2 separate regions of the Mus musculus genome follow, and region 1 is linked to region 2. Evidence: chromatin contacts called from public HiChIP or PLAC-seq data. All regions are on one chromosome and are shown on one strand. Each heading gives the region's core, a stretch centred on a gene start, on an enhancer-like site or on the middle of the called end of the contact. The rest is flanking DNA. Distances are from core to core; before and after follow the strand shown. Region 1 has its middle 21 kb from the start of Gm40650. Region 2 overlaps Cep85l (centrosomal protein 85-like).

Region 1 (2,703 bases), core at 79-2,578, 140 kb after region 2:
GCATTCAGAGTTCTGTGAGAGAATGGACCATAGGTCCATGAAGAACAAGTGTGTGCTCAGCACATGAGGTCCATCAGCCCTGGCAGAAAATGCTTTTAAAGAGAAGAAGAGGCTGTAATGGGTTACTCTGCCTCTTTTTTTTTATTATTACCTTCTCCTTCTAGCTACCAGCTACCACCTAAGATTTATAAACACTTTTCTTTTCTCTTTTAACTAAATCATAATTGTGTTATCAAATTAAACATTAACAGTTTTATTTAAAAATGGGAACGATCCACTGTCTTGACAGGTTCATCCAATCCTATTGAGTGTTAGTTTTACATTTGTGTAGGTTCCTATTAACACTAATAGATATTATTCTCCTTTTTACATTCTGTGAGTCTCTGACAGCTTTCTTGTGTAGCTGTATAGAATTCTTAATAATCATTCTAAACGGCTGTACCATGTGTTACTGATCTCTGTGTATTCATGAATGTACACATATAAATCATTTCCTTAACCATAACCCTTTTGTTAAATATTTAAGCTATTTCTGGACATCTTTCTACTATAAACACTGCTGTGCCAAGCAAGCACATCTGTATACTTTTCCTACATTACAGGTTAATTTCTTTGTGTAAATTCCCAGAATTAGAATCACAGAGCTATAATAAACAAACTGTGATTGACACAGCACCGTGCTTCCGTACAAGAAGGCTGGGCTGTGCCTTATGGTGAGAATATGGGTGTAATAGATTCAATGTTAATAACTACAGTACACACCAGACAAGTATCGTTGAGCAGAAACACGGGTGATGCACCAAGTCAGGCTCAGTGGAAACTGTGATCAGATGCAAACGGCAGCAGCCTCACACAACAGAAAGCACTCAGTATTTGCTGATTCAGAATCTCAGAGAACATTACTGCAAACTGCAAGAATCGGCTGCATCTGCAGGTTTTGCCTGAAAGCTTTTAATTCTACTTATTAAAGTTTAGACTTGTGAGTTTGTCATTCAAGGCCCACACCTGTATGCCCTAAACTAATGTTTTGTCTTCAGTCTTCCCTGTGAAGTGTTGCTACAGAGGAAGACCCTTTGCTTTTGCAACAGGAGTCTACTGAAAGCATGAGCACCTAGTGAGCCCAGAGAAAGTTCTGAGCTGAAAGGCCCTTCTTCATCAGGCGGGGTTGGGAGGGTTGAGGGTAGAGGGTGGGAAACACATTTGCCCTTTAACTTTTCTTGGCAGTGAGCTTTCTGAGTCCATTGTTTCTAGAAAACTGTTTTGTGGTTACCACAGTAGTGACTTCATACATAGTCTCATTGCCAAGTCAGGCTGTGTTTACTTCCATCCCTGCTCCTGGTTCAGAGGAAGGGTTTGCAGATTGCACTAACCTCAGCTCTGACATTCTCCTACAGCATGAGACTGCTTCAGAACACAATACCACACAGGGTCCTATCAGACCATGCATGGGTGGGAGGGTGCAAACCTTTTAACCAGTGTGCAGATAGTGGGGAGGGGCTCTAAGAATTGCAGATCAGCCAGGCATGTGGTATAGTCCTGTAAACCCAGCACTCTGGAGGGAGACTGATGCAGGAGGATTGCTAAGAGTTCTAGGCCAGCATTGACAGCACAGTAAGTACCAAGCAAGACAAGGATATATAGAGTAAGAGCTTTTCTCAAAAATACAGAAAAGAAGGCTAAAGATAACAAAAGAACTGTAGATAGGGGGATTTGAACCCCAATTTAAATCTAGATTGATCTCTTCCTATAGCTTGAGCCTCTTCCATCTTCTCAAGTCATACACAGTTGGACTTGTCTTTATGACCTGTGTAACAGTGCCCAGGGAAGAAACACATGGGTAGCCTCACACTCACTGCTCTGATAATGTTGATGCATAGATGCCAGTGTCATGTTGAGTAGCTCAGTGGTCCAGAGGTGCTAGACAGTGACAAATGGCAGTCCAGCAGGCGGCCCTATGAGGAATGTGAGTGCCATGAAAAGCAGCTGTCTCATGGACAGGCTCAAAAAGCAAATGTTTTCCAAACAGCCTTCCCAGGGAGGCAAAGATCTGGGTCACACAGTACGTGTGAGCATGGAGCCCCAATAGAGACCCTGTAACCCATGTGATTGATTGCAAATCCTTGGGTCTCTGACTCATCAACTACTGTAGAGCCCCTTACTGTATCATCTACCCCACCATCATGTGACTCTGGTTTTAAATACCACTTCCTTCCCAGGTCAGCTCACTGTAGCTATGGGAATGCTCATCTCTTTATCTGCATGGTTAATTTCCTCTTGAGTCTTCTGTGCTAACTCTCTGCTACTCTGGCAGTTTCTCCATCTATCCTGTGTGAGAACATCTCCTTAACCTTCAGGCTAGCTCAGCTATTTTCTTAAGAAGATTCCTTTCTACAGTGGCCTCCTTAGCTAGGCTGTGACACACACTGAACACAGGGTCTCAGATGGTCACCCCAGTACCTTCCTTCCAGGGACTGAAGGTTAAATGGATGACCATAGAAACACACCTGTGAGCTGTTAATGAATGCACTTTGGTTCTAAAGCTGCTTCAGTTTCAGGTCGTTCTATTAACAGTTAAGACTGGCTCGCTCCAAGGGTGGAGTTCCTTCCAAAGTTAGAAGATAGGGTGGCCGGACTTGATGTTCTAGATAAAAGGAACAGGATATACATGGAAACCAGACACTGAGTGGAAATAGAAGCTCCAGC
Region 2 (2,700 bases), core at 48-2,547:
ATTTTATATGTAGTACAGTGCCTTGAACTAGTTACCAGGATGTTGATCACAAAAATATATTACAAACCAATATTTGTGAAATTTGCATATTTATTTTAAAATCAACTTTTTTTCCAAAAACAATTTTTATTACGTATTTTCTTCATTTACATTTCAAACACTATCCCAAAAGTCCCCCATACCCTCCCCTCCCCCCGCCCTGCTCCCCAACCCACCCACTCCTGCTTCCTGGCCGTGGCGTTCCCCTATACTGGGTCATATAATCTTTGCAAGACCAAGGACCTCTCCTCCCAATGATGGCCGACTAGGTCATCTTCTGCTACATATGCAGCTAGAGACGCGAGCTCTGGGGGTACTAGCTAGTTCATATTGTTGTTCCTCCTATAGGTAAAATCAACTTTTAAATATAATTATATTTTCAAGCTATTTAGTGTAATCAGAACACCTGATCTTATTTATCAAAACACTAGAGTACAGGAAGATTTACTCCCCAAGCCCCATAAATGTAAGGAGTTGAGCAAGAAGAAAGATAAGAATGGCAATTGGCAATAATGTTAAGAGGCACCGAGTGACACACAGCCGCAGCACAAAGCAGCATGTTAGCATGACACCTGCGCGACACCGGTTCAGACTGCACTCCTCCACCAGACCCCACTGGAGAGGCCAAGCTGGGATAAGAGGAAGCAAACCACATGAAACCGATAGCGCAAAATAAAGAAAAGCAAACAGTCTTCGGGCATTCAAAATTGCTTCAAAATTCTGTGGACTGGGATGCCGAAGTCACAGCTGAGGGACTTTTAGCATATCCTTAGAAAGGTTGAGTTCATTGTGCTAACCCTGTACTCACTCTATGTAGATGACATTCTCACTGATCTTGTTAAAGAAAATCCTGCTGCTGCTTTTAGTCACCATTCACTAGAAACCTTAGAGCATCACGTACAAATATGTGTTCACAAAGCCTTCCTTAGCAAGGTTATGAACCTTTTGAATAGAAGCATATGAATTACTAGATTGGTTTTTTTTTCTTTTGCATCTTCTTTGTTTGGAACTATTGGATATCTGCTATACTATTTGCCATCAACAAGGAAGCTCTTAAAAGATAAATTGTAGGAAGAGTAAGCATGAAGGTCCGGGATCTTTAGCTATCTGTTTCCTTTCTCCTTAGTAGTCCCAAGAACCTTAGATTTTAAATGTATTCCATCTCTAATCTGTTCTCATTTGACATATGTGTAATGTCAAAATAAAGCTGTCAATACATTGAGTTCAGTTATCTTAATTGGCTTGAATACTGTGGGTGATTCATGCATCAGGCAGCAATCCCTCTGCAAAAATAGAAATGTCCCCGTGCTGAGTAGAGGTGGGGTTTATAGGCAGAAAGGGGCTGAAGGAAATGGCAAAGGTTCAGAAAAGCAAATTGATCCTTTTAGTTAACCCACAGGACTGAACATGGGGAAGGCTTCCCTTCGTTTGATTTCTGTCCCCGTTTGTAAGTTTCTCAGTTGACCATGAGGTTTCCAGTGGAGTGATTCTGTTGGCACTGTCCTCGCCTGCAGTTTTATGAACCATGAGTGACAATATTTCTTTCCTTATACAATACCTAAGTCTGAACTTTCTCATTCTCCTGGTACAGTTAACCTCCACATATTAATTACTTCACTGACATATTATATTAGTGAACATGTTCCTCAAAAATACATAGCGAACATAGTGTTTCTACCACTTAGGATTCATTTAATAAATTTTACAAATTAGGTACTGGAAACCTAACTATCTGTGTAGTGCTAGTGAAAGTATGGTTACTGAAAGAGAATCTACAACCAACTTACTAAACCAGGATGATCCAAAACAACAATCTGTAAACATCTGTCCTTATACCCAAAGATAAGTATATTCTTCACCTCTCAGCAGTGAATGTCACTGCAAAGAGGGGGAGACCTCTACAGAAAGCTACCAAATGCAGACATGGCACCTACATACAATAAATAATAAGTACATCTACAAAACATCCCCATGCCCAAGGGTTAATGAATATTCCAGAAGAAAGGGCCGAAAGACTATAAAGCCAGAGAAGATCACAGAATTTGCCATGAGATTGTCTCTCTAGCCAGGCAGTGGTGACACAAACCTTTAATCACAACACTAGGAAGAAGAGGCTGGCAGACCTCATGAGTTCAAGGAGAGCCTGGTCTACAGAGCAAGTTCCAGAACAAGCAGGGCTACACAAAGAAACCCTGTCTTGAAAAACAACAACAAACTGGACAGGGAGAAGCCCATGAGGCCTCAACCCTAAGTAAAGAATGACAGGCAACTGAGGAAAGCTGACAGTAGGAGAGGTGGCCCTCCCCAGGAAGAACACACCAAAAAGCAGTGCAGTGCCAAACTGCCAGGCCTGGAAACACACCCAAGTAACATCACATGATCCCAGTAGGTTTTATTTAGGAATTTATATTTTTATATATACATATACATGTGCATGCAGTAACAATTGAAAACAAATAGGCCACAATTTGAAGGAGAACAGGAAGGAGTAAATTGGAGGGTTTGAGGAGAAAAATACTGTAAGTAAAATAAGACTAAAAAAATTAACAAAATATATTTACAAATTGGTGCACAACTACACAAACCCTCTTCACAAACTGTCTATCCAGTCTTAATGTCAATACACTCTTTATGTAATATTTAATAAGAAAATAGATAATC

What was found. HiChIP or PLAC-seq counts read pairs in DNA pulled down with a chosen protein or histone mark.
Region 1: an H3K27ac HiChIP or PLAC-seq map of heart atrium shows a contact between it and region 2, with 5 read pairs. The contact joins two enhancer-like sites. A contact is called at or near these places in 4 of 39 promoter capture datasets (liver, macrophages, neutrophils and 1 more), 2 of 115 datasets of contacts at active chromatin or transcription factors (heart atrium and hepatocytes) and 2 of 9 other capture datasets (adipose tissue and liver).

What each region holds. Positions count from the first base shown.
Region 1 is chr10:53,465,718-53,468,420 of GRCm38.p6, forward strand. No RefSeq gene overlaps it. Among named protein-coding and RNA genes, the nearest start is that of Gm40650, 21 kb to the right of the region's middle. Within about 2 kb of position 1,329, at least 55 of the 459 cell types and tissues checked have an H3K27ac peak or open chromatin away from gene starts, as enhancers often do. A contact at or near this core is called in heart atrium, where this site is marked.
Region 2 is chr10:53,328,179-53,330,878 of GRCm38.p6, forward strand. All of the region lies in intron 3 of Cep85l (centrosomal protein 85-like), which reads right to left. Among named protein-coding and RNA genes, the nearest start is that of Pln, 8.2 kb to the right of the region's middle. Within about 2 kb of position 1,298, at least 6 of the 459 cell types and tissues checked have an H3K27ac peak or open chromatin away from gene starts, as enhancers often do. A contact at or near this core is called in heart atrium, where this site is marked.